Linked DNA regions of Macaca mulatta: region 2 is linked to region 1. Evidence: chromatin contacts called from public Hi-C data. All regions are on one chromosome and are shown on one strand. The core of a region is the stretch at or near the end of the contact, and the rest is flanking DNA. Distances in the headings are between cores, read along the strand shown.

Region 1 (7,833 bases), core at 1,856-4,355:
AATCTGGGATGCTTTGGCTTCCAGGGATCATTTTCAAGAAAAGGGAACGGTTCTGGTTTTTTGTTTGTTTTTCTTTAGATTACCCATCAAATACCATTTCTCTTTCTAAATGAGGAAAAAATAAATACAATTTTTTCCTGGAGAGTAAACCCACATCATTTGTCCAGAAGCCACTGGAGGAATTGACTTTGGTTCAGGAATCCTGGTGTCCTTTAATTTCTACTACTAAATCAGCACGTCCTGCATTCTCCCAAAAAGGAGCTTCCTGAGAGTCTATGAGGTACTATAACATGATCTGAGGTACTATAACATGATCTAAGCATTAAATTAACATTTGAACCCTTCAAGGCTAAGGACCAGAAAGGCAAGAGAATTCTACATAAAACTTCTCTACTTGGGTTTATTTGACCCTCGCTAATGTACAGGATGGTGTACAGGGTGGTGTATTACAAATGGACCTGTTCTAAACCATGGTGAAAACCCCATCCAAATTGAAAAATTAAAATACTTAGTCACTACAATAATAACAATGTCCAATGTAGATCGTAGTAGCTGTATTATATATTGGATCAAGAGTAACAGCGACATTTTGATAGTCTCCCAGCCTGCTACAGTAAGGCAGCTTTGTAACCCATACGACAGCATAGAAAAATATTATAATCATGTATGTTCTAGCATTTGGTCACCACAAGAGAGCCAAAGTTACCACGAAGTGTACCATTTCATCAAATGAATGAAACATAGCTGTATTACATTAAAAACTCAGTTCTATACAGCTTTCTTGAAAAAGGCCAGATAAAATTATTGATACTACACATGACAGTTTTTTAGACCTTGAATCCAGTTTTCCAAGCAAAAAGCATGACTATCCCAGTCAGGTGAACTGGGGTTATCAGGGAGCCCACAGGGTAAAATTATGAGCTGAATTTACAGCTAATTTGAAGAGAAGAAGAAAATACCTAACTTCAGAAGATAAAGTAAGATAAAAATCCCCTAAGAATAGTAAGTTGTAGGAATAACTATGATGTTTAACGATACTGGATGATGGCTACCATTTATTAAGCACCTACCAGTTGCCAAGCACTGTTAGGTACTATATAAAGTGATCTCATGTAATCTCTAATGAACCTATGAGGTCAGTATTGCCTTTTAATAGACAAAGAGACCCACGGAAGTAAAATAACTTACTCTAGAACAGAGCTAGTAAGTGGCAGAGCCAGAATTCAATCTCAGGGTCGCATTACTGCAAAGCTCAAGCTCTTTCCTTGGCATGATGCTGTTTCTCAAGACTAAAAATATGACATCAGCCTTAAGGATAGAAAAAAAAAAATGTGAAAAATTAATCTCACCCACCTGTTTGATCCCTCTAGTATTCACTGGTTGAAGCCTGAGGGGAGGGGGAAGGGATAAGATTGAAAAAAAAAAAAAACGAAAACCGGTGCACATCTAGGGAAAGAGCTGGTGGGAACAGAGCCAAGACAGTTACAACGAGGCCTCCCTTCTTCCCTCTGCCAGGCCCAAAATGAGCTACATCTATATACCAGGAGAACATCTGCCAGCCCATGGCCTTCATCCCAAGGCTGCCCACACTTAGTTTATCTGAAAATGCAGTATTCTTGGGAAAATTTCTAAATAAAAACCTGAACAGAAACTAAACTGTGGGTAGTTCTAAACCAGCAATAACCAACAATCCACCTTCATTGTTCTGTGTGTCCCCATTCTTCAATTTTCAACTTTCCTCACTACTTTTTTCCTATAATATGCACTTTACTGCCTTCTCATCCATACCTTTTCCTCTCTCAGGCTCCCTACTGCCCCCCAAGAACATGCCAATCTCTCCCACAATGTGACTCTTAACAACTCTAGCGCTTCTCACACCAAAAATCCTAACCCCACTCCCTTCGCTCACCTCAGCTCCCCTGCCCGCCTCAAGCCTCAGACCCTTCCAGCCCTTCCGTGCTCCTGCTGAAAGGTGGCTTGCTTGTTCCACAGACCCAACCCTTCCAACCTCCAATCTCCCAACCTCCACCTGCCTCCCTTTCTTTCCCCAACTCCTCCACCCCCACTCCTTCCCTCCACCATCTATTCTTCCCGTCTTCCCACTCTAGGGGCTTCCCTCTCCTAGGCCCCCAATCTCTCCAACCCTTTCCTTGCCTTCTGTTCTCAATCTTCAAGACCTTCTTCCTTCACGCCTATCCCTAACTTGGCATTCCACACCCCCAACTTTTCTTCCCTGTCCCCAAGACCCCACCCTCTCTATTCCTATCCTAGCTCTTTTCCTCCTTGAACCCCTAAAATCCCATTTCCTTTCCCCATTCCTTCTTCCCGCTCTCTCCCCACGCGTGCCTCTCCCCGAGTCCACCCAGGCTAATCCTGCTCCCTATCCCACCCCGGCCCCGAACCCCAATTCTCACACGTCCCCATAGCCTGCCCCCGCACCCCTACGCCACCCTTAAATCCATCGTCCACACCCATATACCTCATCCTCCCCTCAACCCGCGCCCCGCCGTCCCTCTCGGGCTTCCCCTCCCCCACCCCGCCGCTCCCTAACACCCCGCCCCCGCTCCCACACGCAACCCGGGGCCCCGCGAGCGGCCCGGCCCGCGGCCGCCACCTACCTGTGCCCCTGCCCGGGGCAGCGAGCGGCAGCTCCTCTGTGGCGGCTCCCTCCTCCCGCGGCGCGGCTGACGGGGAACGGCTCAGCACCCCGGGCACAAAGCTAGGGAGGGTGGGACACAGCGAGGGTGGGAGGAGGGAGAGGGCTGGGGGCAACCAGGCGCTGTGGGACCGCGGGACCGGCGGGGACGGGGGAAAGGCTGGGCCGGGGAGGCGCGCGTGCGCGGGCCCCGGCACGAAGGCGGGGCCGGGTCTAGAGGCGGGGCCGGGCCCCAGGCAGGCGACCCGAGGGCCGAGGGTTTGGAACTAGCAGAGGTGGGCCCTGCGCGTGCGTGCTCGCGGGAGGGCGGATCCCCTGGGTCCTGCGGGCCCCAGGGATACAGCTGAGCTGGGGGAGGGTAGGCAGCGCAAGTCCTGGGACTGCCCTGGGAAAGGCGCTCGGGAGTGGTTGCGCATCTTGGCCCGCGAAGTAATGGGAGCTGGAGAAGGCGGGGTCAAGGGCGGGCGGGGCCTGTGGGAGGCGTGGCGCGAAGAGCTAGGGGTAGGAGGGGCCGAGGCCGCGGCGAGGGGGCGGGGCTGAGGCGGGGTGGGGCCTGTGGGAGGCGTGGCGCGAAGAGCTCGGGGTAGGAGCGAGCGCGCCCGGGAACTCTGCGGAGGCCGCGGCGGCGCGGGGGGCGCGGCTGAGGGCAGGGCGGGCCTGTCGGAGTCGTGGCGCGAAGAGCTCGGGGTAGGAGCGCGCGCCCGGGAACTCCGCTGTGGTCGCGGCGAGGGGGCGGGGCTGAGGGTGAGACGGGGCTTGTGGGAGGCGTGGCGCGAAGATTTCGGAGTTGGAGCGCGCGCAGTCCCGAACTCCGCTGAGGCTGCGGCGAGGAGGCGGGGCTGTGGGTTGGGGCGCTCTGCGTGGGGCGGGGCGAAAGGGAGGTTTCGAGCCAGGAAGGTACGGCGCCCAGAACTAAGGGGAGTCCCAGGCGAGCGGGCCGCGGGGTGGGCAGGCTGGTACCAGGGGGTGTGGGGGCCTGGCCGGGCAAGGCAGAAGGAAGGGGATGCTGGTGGGAAGGGAGCAACAGTGGAGGGTGGTGAAAAGACGAGCAACGGGAGGCGTGGAAGGGCCGTCGCGGGAGGTCTGACGCGGACCCGCCTTCTCCTCTAGACCCTGGAGGCGCCAGTGCCAGGCCTCGAAGCTCTTTGAGGCCAGAAATAGCGTCTTGACCACCAAAAGGGAAAACCAATTGTAAATCGAAATTAATTAGCCTACCAAAATGTAAGCTGTCAGCCGCAACGTAAGCCATCTAGCTATGAATTGTACTTAAGGTCGGGGGCATTTATTATATTCTTTACATACTTTGGGGCGAGGCCTCCACAAGTCTGAGGCTCTAGGGCCCTCGGAAGTCTGTCTCCACAGGGCCTGGGACTGAGGAGGAGGGTTTGGGATGGAGGTGAGAAGGTGGTGCCAGGGCTGGTTTGTCTTGGAAGCGGTGGCCTTGTCCCCGCGGAGACAAGCCGTAGGCCAGGTCCGCGTTTTCTAAAGTACACCACGTTCCCAATGGATGGTACTTGAAAGAGCATGAGGAGTCCAGCTGTAGCACCAGAACCAAGGGGGCTGGTCAGGTTGAAGGTCCTCTAAGGACTTGACCTGAAGAGGTTTGGAGAAAGAAGGACCACAAAGGGCATGTGAGCTAGCGATGAAGGGGTGAACTGGGGACGAAACCAGTGGCCCTAATTTGAAAGACAGGATAAAGCATCAGGGAATTCCAGGGTCAGGGATTGTAAAAAATGGAAAGGATAGCACCCCAGAGTGTACCACCTTTGGTAAACTGCGGCCCTGAGGAAATTACCTTGTTCTGAAGGGGTGGGGGATTAGACTACCTCCCAAACCTGCACTTTTGTTTTGTTTTTTGGAGACATCATCGCTCTGTAGCCCATGCTGGAGTGCAGTGGCGCGATCTCACCTCACTGAGCCTCCGCCTCTTGGGTTCAGGCGAGTCTCCTGCCTCAACCTCTGGATTAGCTGGGATTACCGGCGCCCGCCACCACACCCGGCTAATTTTTATATTTTTAGTAGGGACGAGGTTTCACCATGTTGGTCAGGCTCGTCTTGAACTGCTGGCCTCAAGTGATCCGCCTGCCTGGGCCTCCCAAATGCTGGGATTACAGGCGCCTGCCAACAGGTCCGGCTAATTTTTGTAGTTTTAGTAGAGGGGATTTCGAGGTTTCACCATGTTGCCCAGGCTGGTCTTGAACTTGTGAGCTCAAGCTGTCCGCCCATCTCGGCCTCTCAAAGTGTCAGGATTACAGGCGTGAGTCACTGGCGTCATTGTATGTATTTCTCTAAGGTTGGTTGTCTCTTGTCATTAACTGCAACAAAAGATAAAGAAAACCCAGTCTCTGCCATTTCTACTTAAGTAATTCTACCCAAAACAGGAAATAGGGAGGATAATGTTGAATATAGAAGGTGTGAAATGAGTTTTGCATTAAAGCATGTGTTTGCTTCTCAGAAAACTTAAGAATGTGAGGTAAGAAAAGAACTGAACACTTGGGAAGTACATTCTTTCCTATTCATCTCCATATCAACCCTGAAGTGTAACTCTTTTTTATTTTTATTTTTTTTATTTTTTTTTTTTTTTTTGAGACGGAGTCTGGCTCTGCCGCCCAGGCTGGAGTGCAGTGGCCGGATCTCAGCTCACTGCAAGCTCCGCCTCCCGGGTTCACACCATTCTCCTGCCTCAGCCTCCCGAGTAGTTGGGACTACAGGCGCCCGCCACCTCGCCCGGCTAGTTTTTTGTATTTTTTAGTAGAGACGGGGTTTCACCGTGTTAGCCAGGATGGTCTCGATCTCCTGACCTCGTGATCCGCCCGTCTCGGCCTCCCAAAGTGCTGGGATTACAGGCTTGAGCCACCGCGCCCGGCCATCTCTTTTTTAAAAAACAAGTTCTTGACCGGACACAGTGACTCGCTCCTGAAATCCCAGCACTTTGGGTGGCCAAGGTGGGCGGATCGCTTGAGCTCATGAGTTAGAGACCAGCCTGGGCAACATGGCAAAACCCTGTCCCAACAAAACAAAAAAATGAGCCAGGCTTGGTGGTGCGTGCCTGTAGTCCCAGCTACTAGGAAGGCTGAGGTGGGAGGATCGCTTGAGCCTGGGAGGCAGAGGTTGCATTGAGCCGAGATCACATGGTTGCACTCCAGCCTGGGCCATAGAGCCAGACCTTATCTCAAAAAAAAAAAAGTTATCTCCCTATAGCTCCAACCCTCACATTTCCACCCCCAAATAGATTACTGCATAGTTTCCCCAGCTTTACACTATTTATACATGGGTCCAATAATTACTTGTGGATGTGCTGTCCTCTATATGATGGTATATTTAGCAGCATTTTCCCTCCCAAGTTGTGACAGCTAAAACTTCACATGTTGTGAAGTGTCCGTTGGAGGCCAAAATCTACCCCCAGTCCAGTTGAGAACCACTGGAGTACGGAGTACAAGATAAACTTCATTGCCGTTAACTTGGCTTTTCAGATCTTTCATTATCTTTTCCCAATCTACCTTTCCTAGAATTTGACTCAGTCCAAGAGAACTACCAATGCAGGAATCCTGTCTTTGGCTTCCTCCATAGATTTCTTTGGCTTCTTCCATAGATTATGATCTTTTACTGACTTTTCTTGGATGTTTCCAGGGATGAAAGAAATTTAAAATCTTTACTTTGCACGAAAGTCCTTGTCTCTCCAAAGTTCCTGCTCAAAATGTGTATTTGTTGAGTTCAGTTCACACCCCTGGAGGTGTAAAAAATCCTTTTTCCATTTGTGAGCACCACTGAGAATAAAAATGGTAGTCATATTTCTATTTTTCACCTTCCTCTATGTAATATGGTTTATAGATCATCATGAACTTTTTACTCTCCTCTGAACAATATTGCGCCTGACGATGTCCTACTTAAAACATACTACCCAGAACTGAACACAGTGTTCTGGATGTGCGTCACACGATGTTAGTACGTAGTATATTATACTATTAGCTTCATGCTTATTCATCTTCCTTGACTCTGAAACTTGAAGGCAAGAACCAAGTCTTAGTCCCTAGGTTGTTATATTCGTCTTTGCAATACTAGCACAGTGCTTGGCCCTTAGTTCAACTGGTGTTCAAAAATGTTGATGGAATGTGGTACTTCCTTAAACTCTAAGATAGCATTCCATTACCTTTAGGGGCAGATAGAGTACACTGTTGCCTTATATTGACTTTGTGATCAACCAAACCTATATGTATCAGATCAGAGGTTGGCACACTTTTTTGTAAAGGGCCAAATAGTAAATATTTCAGGTTTTATGGGCCTTGTAGTCTGTTTCAGTGACTCAGCTATGTCACTGTAACATATAATCAGCCATAGGCAATATATAAGCGAATGAGCATAGCCACTTTCCAATATAATTCATGGACATTAAAATATGAGTTTCATGTAATTTTTGTGTGTCACAGTATATTTTGATTTTAAAAAATATTTTAAAATGTTAAACACATTTTTAGCTTGTGGGCAGTACAAAAACAAATGGCAGGCTAGATTTGGCTCACAGGCAGTAGTTTGCTAACCCCTGATTTAGACTAACCCTTGTATGATTGATTTTTTCCAAAACTGAGTAAAGGTTTTTACTTTTATCCTTATTAGATGACTTACTCATTGCAAGCCATCTTTCTAGCTTACTCATTTCTTTTTGAATGCTAATTCTGTCACCTAGCGTATCAGCTGACATCCCAAGCTTTGTGTCTGCAAAATTGATGAGCATACTTTGTGCATCCTTAATTAATAAAAATGTTGAGTAGGATAAGGATAGAAGTTCTCCACAAGTTCATTTTCTTCCATTAATCATCATTCTTTGAGTATAGCCACTCAGAGTTAGAAATATCTACCTAGAGTACTGGCTGTCACCCAATTCATATTTCTCTGTCGGGTTCACAGGGTATCTTGAGAAGCTTTGTCTGAAGCTTTGTCGAAATGTTTAGAACATGTTCCAAATGGGTAGGAATTCCATCAGACAAACAGAAATGTATAGGTTTGGTTTAGCTTGTAAACTAATGTTACTGCTACTTCCAATTTTAGTACTTCCTTGGTTACATTTTCAAGGCTACCATTTTAATAATGAATTTTAATAATTTTAGGGTTTTGTTGAGAATTAGCATTCAAGTTTATCAATCTGTATTTACAGAATTCATCATCTTTCTCCTCTTAAA
Region 2 (7,833 bases), core at 2,289-4,788, 59 kb after region 1:
GCCAAAGGCCCAGAAGCCAGAGATAGCATGGCTCATTGGAGAAACTGAAAGAAGAATCATAGAGCTCAGAGTTGGAAAGTGTTTTAAAACACAACCAAGACTTTGTTTTGTTTTGTTTTGTTTTTAATAATTGAGAGGGGGTTTCCTTGTTCTGTCACCAGGCTGGAGGGCAGTGGTGTGATCATAGCTCACTGCAGCCTCAAACTACTGGGCTCAAGCCATCCTCTCACCTCAGCAAGGGTAGTTAGGACTACAGGTGTGCCACCCAAACCCAGCAAATTTTGTGACTATTATAGTGTCTCCTTATGTTGTCCAGGCTGGTCTTAAACTCCTGACCTCAAACAATACTTCCTTGGCCTCTCAAAATGCTGGGATTATGCGAATAAGCCACCATGCCCAGCCCCCAACTTCTTAAAGTAATCAGGGCCGATTTTCCCTACCATGTGCCACATTTATTTATTTATGAGACAGAGTCTCGCTCTGTTGTCCAGGCTGGAGTGTAGTGGCACAATCTCGGTTCACTGCAACCTCTGCCTCCCAGGTTCAAGCAATTCTCCTGCTTCAGCCTCCTGAGTAGCTGGGATTACAAGCGTGTGCCACCACACCCAGCTAATTTTTGTGTTTTCGGTAGAGATGGGTTTCGCCATGTTGGCCAGCTGGTCTCGAATTCCTGACCTCAGGTGATCCGCCCACCTTGGCCTCTGAAAGTGCTGGGATTACAGGCGTGAGCCACCGTGCCACTCTTTTCTTTACCTGCTGGTGCAGTGGTATGAGAAGCCAAAAATGCTTAAGTGGCAGTTACAGCTTCCAATTCAGCGGAACTGTAACTGGAGTGGAAGTGTTCTCTCTCTTCCTTCCCTACTTCCCTGGGACCAGGATCTCCAACCAAGCAGAACTTGTGAGGCAGGAGGCACACATTCTATGTGTGTAGGTTTCACTGAAAGTGCTAGTAAGAAGTGCTACCCCTTGGTTTGCAAATCTATAGGTATTTAGAACAAAGTACCATTATAAATAATTGATAAACCATTGGTTTAGTGTATGTACTCCGTGCTGGAAGACAATGCCTCAATCTCCTGAGTGTTTTCCCCAACCTGGAGCCCTAACTGTGCCTTTAACAAGCCATTCCACCATCCTATTAGGCCACCTACTGTTGGATGACTGAGTCACATGGTAAGACCAGTGGGTAAGACCCATGGTTTTGTGTCACTATTGCATGTTCTTTACAATTAAATTGGTCCCTTAGTCCAAAGCAATGTTGTGCAGGTAATCATCACAGGATCTCTAAGCAAGAGGACTTTGCTTTCCTCTAACAAGGGGGAAGGGACTACTTCTGCCACCACCACCTTTCTCTTGAAAGATTCAAGAGAAACTGGAAACGAGGGATGGTCAAGTCTTAGGCTTTCCCACCCAAATATCCTCATCCCAGTTCTCAGGTTCCCATTCATTTTCTGACAATGCCCCAGCTTTGATGGAGGAGACCTACAGAGGCTGTGCATTCAGTCTTCGTTGAAACTTTGCCACCCTTACAATTAGATCTTGGGCCTGATTTTCAGTCCAGTCTTTCTCAAGGCTATAGAAGAATAAGAATCTTCAAAACTTCCATAGAGGCTCTCTAGCTTTCACAAAGTGCCTCAAGTTGACAGTTGGCTGTTCTAACTCTGCCATTTTATTTTCAAAGTTTCCAATGGAGTTAAGAAAACCCAGTTAATTCCATAGTCCTTATAATTACCATTGTCCTCTTAATGTTCCAGTGCCACAGCCACTAGCTAACTTAGCACCTTATCTTCTACTTGCACCTTATCCCAATCAACTGTAGACAGACACCTTAGTAATTGTGATGCCATTCTATTCTAAGTGTTATCATACCACCACCACCACCCTCCTTCCCTCTGCCCTTAACACCAGCAATATATTTGTTGTTGCCATGTGACTGGTGAGCCGTTCAGTTGCAAAATGCCAACCTAAGGTTTTATTTTCTGGGGCCACTTTTGGTACCAACATGCCTTCATATTGGTTCCTCATATGAGTAGTTTATTGGCAAGTATGAATCCAAGGACCAGGAGTGAAGGACAGGGATTATAAATCAGGGAAGGAAGGAGACCTATTGTGAATATGCATTATCAAATGCGTCACTTCCAAAGGCATTTGGTTGCTTAATCCTGCTAGGTAGTTTGAAAGCTATATGAAAAGGCGCCTGAGGGGAAAAACAGGAAAAGCATATATTCATCAATTGTTGACCCCATTGGTCAGAGATTTGCCTCGTGAGAGATTAACAACTCTCTACCTCTACACTTCTGGGATGCACCTGTCTGGGTGCTGAGTAGTTCCAGCAAGGTCCCATGACCTCATAGCATCAAGAAACAAGCCTTGAAGCAGAAGGTGAGAAGCCTGAGGCATAGACTGGAGGCAAAACTCAGTCAGGTTATATCTGCTGACGCTGGAATAAGATGAGTGGCGGTGAAATAAGCAGCAGGCCAGGCCAAGATGATCTGAAATGGGACATAAGAGGTGGCTGATATACTAGCACAGCTGAATTCATGAACTGAGATTCATTCCTGGTACATATTCAACCAAAAGTGCCCTGCGCATGCTCTAAACCTCAGCTTTCTCTTTGTAAAATGAGGATCACCCTAAGATAGCAGGATTATTCTGATAATTAGAGATCCTGCATGTACAAAGCCTGATCATGATAATCTTGAGGAAAAAAAATACACTATATATGGCTACTATTAGACGTAAAGTCAGGCCGGGCGCGGTGGCTCAAGCCTGTAATCCCAGCACTTTGGGAGGCCGAGACGGGCGGATCATGAGGTCAGGAGATCGAGACCATCCTGGCTAACAAGGTGAAACCCCATCTCTACTAAAAATACAAAAAATTAGCCGGGCGTGGTGGCAGGCGCCTGTAGTCCCAGCTACTCGGGAGGCTGAGGCAGGAGAATGGCGTGAACCCGGGAGCTGGAGCTTGCAGTGAGCTGAGATCCGGCCACTGCACTCCAGCCTGAGCCACAGAGCCAGACTCGGTCTCAAACAAACAAACAAACAAACAAAAAAAAGACGTAAAGTCTTTCCGATTGCTCGCTTACTTGGGGTGTTCATATGAACAGACATCACGCTTTCGATCACTCATTCAGAATGTAATTGACTCATGCAACTTCTCACTGGTGAAATTTTTATGGCCAAAAGAAACTGAGGGACTGGTAACGCAGGTGACTTATTTTTTTTCTTTCACAGTCGTCTTCCATTACCCGATTTTATATTTCCATAGCAAAAGAGGTATAAACACACAGTAAGAAAACCCTAAACTCGAGAATTTTCTGCGTTCCCTGGAGCAAGGCCAGCCAAAGTAGTCACACTCAGCGACCCCACCACTCCGCCCTCGCCTGTCTCTTTAAGAACTCGAGACTCACCCTCGGGAGAAGGGAGAGAGGGAGCGGGCTCTGAGCGCCGCAGCACGCAGGTGTCTCTGGGAGCTGCTGCCTCTTTAAGGAGGCGGGGCTCTTCCCGGAGGAGGCGGGGAAGTTCCACCCCCCGGATCTCCGGCTTCCGGCAACTGGGCTGGACCGAAACCGGCGCGGAGCAACTGAGCCCCGAGGTTTCCCGGGACCCGGGGGACGCCTAGCCCCGCGAGGTGAGGCGGCCGGGTTTGCGGGACCAGTACGGGGCTAAGGGGGCTCAGGATCTCCTGCTCGCCGGGGCCGCCGTAGCCCAGCTTCTCTCCCTGAAACACTGCCTCTGCTTCGCGGTGTCCCGGGCTGCAGGGTCCCCGACACCCCATTGCCTACTAATTGCCTGACTCCGCGCTAGGCACCTTACACGCACTGTCCCATTTAATGACCCCCGCACTGTGTGACTAGGTACCATTATGCACCCATTTTACAGATGAGGAAACTGAGGCCGCGGGGAGCGCGCACACAGCAGAGAAGCAGCAGAATCGGGAATCAAACCCAGCTCTGTCTGACCCCAGAGCCTGTGCCCTTAACCACTGGCTAGGCTGAACTGCCTTTGTTCTTCACTGTCCCCATCATCTCTTTCAAACCTCAGCCTCATCCTTTCTCATCGTTACATCTCTAGGCTGCACCTGGTCTCTAAACATTTACACAGTGAGTTGAGATTCATTCCTGGTACATACACAACCAAATAAGGTTGAATTGGAACCTTTGGACCCCCGGGGTTAGTTTCTTTGTAACAATTTTAATATTTAATAATACCTGACGCTTAGTGGTTATCTTTATATAAACCTATTAAACCCCACTGAAAAGGGAGGCAAGGTAAAGTGATAACATTTCTAATACTGAAATAAGATTTGTTTGCAGATACTTTATACTGTTATCCTATTACGTTTACCTGTTTTTTTTTTTCTTTTAGACCCCTGCAAATTTTCTTCCTCACAACTGGGAGAAGATTCACTGGCCGAATGGCAGCAGTAGATGACTTGCAATTTGAAGGTATATCAGTTGGGTGCCCACCTTTACATTCATGATTACTATTTCCACAGTTACAGCAAGTACTTTCATTGCTATACTGCCTCACACATTGAAGGATATTATTTCAAACATCTTTGGGGCTGTTGGCCACATCCAGGTATTTTCCGTTTGTCCACACCAGCTGTTTTTGTTTTTTTGCCAGATAATCCTTCAGATTGGTAACAAGTATCATAAATTTAGTACAGTGATTACAGAAAATGTTTATACAGTTCCTGCTTTAGTTCAGAAAACATTTATTGAGCACTTACTTTGTGCTTAGAACCGTACTAGATACTGGAGATAAAAAGATGAAGAAGTTTATCCACTGGTGGAGTAGATAAAAATGTAAAAAGATCATTAGGATGAAATGTGATCAGATCATTCCCTCATTGAATCAGTAAATATCTCCTGATTGTGACCAGGAATCGGGCAATTGTTCTAGTTATCAGAGATAGAAGAGTGAACAAAGTAGTCAGTTTCCTTCTTTGTGAAGCTCTCAGTCTAGTGAGGGGGACATTTATTTATTAAATGATCATTTAAATATATACCTACAAACTATGAAAGTGCTAGAGGAAAAGTTCAAGGAGATATTAGAACTCATAACCCAGAGCCTGACTTAGGCTGGGTATTGATGAACACTCTGTTTGTTTGTTTGTTTTGACGGAGTCTCGCTCTGTCACCCAGGTTGGAGTGCAGTGGCGTGATCTCGGCTCCCTGCAACCTCTGCCTCCCGGGTTCAAATGATTCTTCTGCCTCAGCCTTCTGAGTAGCTGGGACTACAGGTGCCCGCCACCACACCCGGCTAATTTTTGTATTTTTAGTAGAGACAGGGCTTCACCATATTGCCCAGGCTGGTCTCGAACTCCTGACTTTGTGATCCACCTGCCTTGGCCTCCCAAAGTGCTGGGATTACAGGCGTGAGCCACCACACCTGGCCCACTTACTTGTTTTATTAACACCTTACCTAACACTTACTATATGTCAGGCACTGTTCTAAATGCTTTACAGATAACTCAATCCTTATATCAACTTTATGAAATAGTTACTTTATTCCCGTTTTATTAATGAGGAGACTGAGGCACAGAAAAATAATTTGCCTAATAGTCACACAGTTAGTAAGGGATAAAATCAGGATTTGAACCCATCCAGTCTGGTGTCACAGCTTATGCTGTCTCTGTTATCTAAGGAAGAGATACATGGTTTCAAAATAAATCTATTTCATTTGCAAGTACTAGAAATCCACCTCAATTTGAAAATACTGTCAACTCTGTCTTCAAAATTAATCTAGCATCTGACCACCTCCACCACTACTCTCACCATGCTGAAGGTCACTGTCACCTTTTGTCTGAATTATAGCCCTTACCTTCCTTCTGGTCTTTCTGCTTCCTCCCTTACCCCTCTACAGTCTGTACTTTGCAGCCAGAGTAGTCCTTCTAAAACTCAACCAGATCATGTCATTCTTTCAGAACCTTCCAGTAGCTCCCATCTCACTAGAAGAAAAAGCCAGGCAGTGTGCAGTGGCTCACACCTGTAATCCCAGCACTTTGGAAGGCTGAGGAGGGCAGATCACCTGAGGTCAGGAGTTCAAGACCAGCCTGGCCAACATGGTGAAACCCTGTCTTTACTAAAAATACAGAAATTAGCTGGGCTTGGTGGTGCACACCTGTAGTCCCAACTACTCTGGAGGCGGAGGCAGGAGAATTGCCCAAACCCAGAGGTTGCAGTGAACCGAGATTGCACCACTGCGCTCCAGCCTGGGTGACAGAGCGAGACTCCATCTCAAACACAAACAAACAAACAAACAAAACCCGAAAAAGCCAGAGCCTTTACTGTGGCTTAGGAGGCCCCTACAGGATGCAGCCTCCATGCCTCTTATTTCATCTCCTACTGCTCTCATCCTTTCTCTCTCTGCCCAAACCGCATGGGCTGTCGTAGTTCTTCCTATGCACCAAGTACATTCACAGCTTGGGACATTTGTGCCATCTTTCTGTGTGGGACATTCTCCCTTCAGATAGCCTTATGACTTGCTCCCTTGCTCTGTTCGAATCTCTTCTCATTAGAGAGGCCCTCCTCAGCCATCCTGTCAGGAGTGCAGTGCAAGAAAGTTCAAGCATAGCCATTGGCCCTTGCAAAAGTCCCTGTGGAGTGAGGAAGTTTAATTTTTTTCCTGAAGGATTGGGAGAACGCCTGTGTTCAGATCACGGATGGTGGGGGAAGCTGACACAAGGTGATGCTTAGGAGGAGGCAGGTGACAAATCACCTAGGGCTTTATCAACTGTGTTACGGACTTGGGTCTTTAGAAAAGCACACGGGATGCTGGGGGTGGGGTGGGAGGGGTGGGTCATGGAAGGCTTCTCTGGTGGGGAACGGTAGTGTTGGATGAAAAAGTGGAGGTCAGAAGCCTTCAGGTGAGAGACATTGTTTCAGGAAAGGAGCAGAGGCCAAAACTAGCTTAGGATATGCCAGGATGTAAAAGCAGAGAATGTTGGTGGCAGAAATAAGACACATACCAGTTTTATGCTCAAGGAGCTGAGATGGACAAGAATAACCAACACAGAGTGGACTGTGAAGAGTTGTCACGTTAGGGGTGCACGCAACCCACACTCCAGTCAAACTATGCCGTCACTGTCCCTCCATCGTGGGGCACACTTTCCATCTTCTGGGTCTTGCTCATGCCCTTCCCTTTGCATGGGATGCCATCCCCAGCGCCTCTGGCCATCCTTCTCATCCGGTATCGTCTCCAAGAAACCTTTCCTGATCCCAACAACTAGAGGAGTTACTGTCCTCCTTGGAGCCTTTTTACCCTTTATATTTGTAAAGTGGTACTGTCTGTTCCTCCTTTTGGCATTCCTTTCCCCTGGTAAACTACTGCTTTTGAAAAATTTTTTAATTTTCGTGGGTACGTAGTAGGTGTATATACTTACAGGGTGCACTCATGTATTTTGATACAGGCATGTAATGTGTAGTAATCACATCAGGGTAAACAGGGTGTCCATCACTTCAAGCATTTATCCTTTGTATTACGAACAATCCAATTATACTCTTCTTCTTCTTTTTTTTTTTTTTTTTTTTTTTTGAGACCGAGTCTTGCTCTGTCACCCAGGCTGGAGTGCAGTGACACGATCTTGGCTCATTGCATCCTTCACCTCCCAGTTTAAGTGATTCTCATGCCTCAACCTCCTGAGTAGCTGGGATTACAGGTGCCCACCACCATGCCTGGCTAATTTTTATGTTTTTAGTAGAGATGGGGTTTTACCATGTTGGCCAGGCTGATCTCGAACTCCTGACCTCAAGTGATCTGCTCGCCTCAGCCTCCCAAAGTGCTGGGATTATAGGCATGAGCCACTGCATCTAGCCCAGCTATACTTTT

Evidence for each region. A called contact is a pair of places that touch in the nucleus more often than the background predicts.
Region 2: a contact with region 1 is called in a Hi-C map of fetal cortical plate, with 1.9 times the contacts expected there. The contact joins the promoter of YIPF1 here to the promoter of LRRC42 in region 1. A contact is called at or near these places in 2 of 14 Hi-C or Micro-C datasets (CD4 T cells and fetal cortical plate).

What each region holds. Positions count from the first base shown.
Region 1 is chr1:186,663,805-186,671,637 of T2T-MMU8v2.0, forward strand. LRRC42 (leucine rich repeat containing 42) reads right to left here and starts at 3,106. Exons shown (of 8, transcript XM_001113152.5): 1 at 2,619-3,106. It also overlaps a transcript of IFT25 not described here.
Region 2 is chr1:186,722,206-186,730,038 of T2T-MMU8v2.0, forward strand. YIPF1 (Yip1 domain family member 1) reads left to right here and starts at 3,539. Exons shown (of 11, transcript XR_013401805.1): 1 at 3,539-3,628; 2 at 4,366-4,437.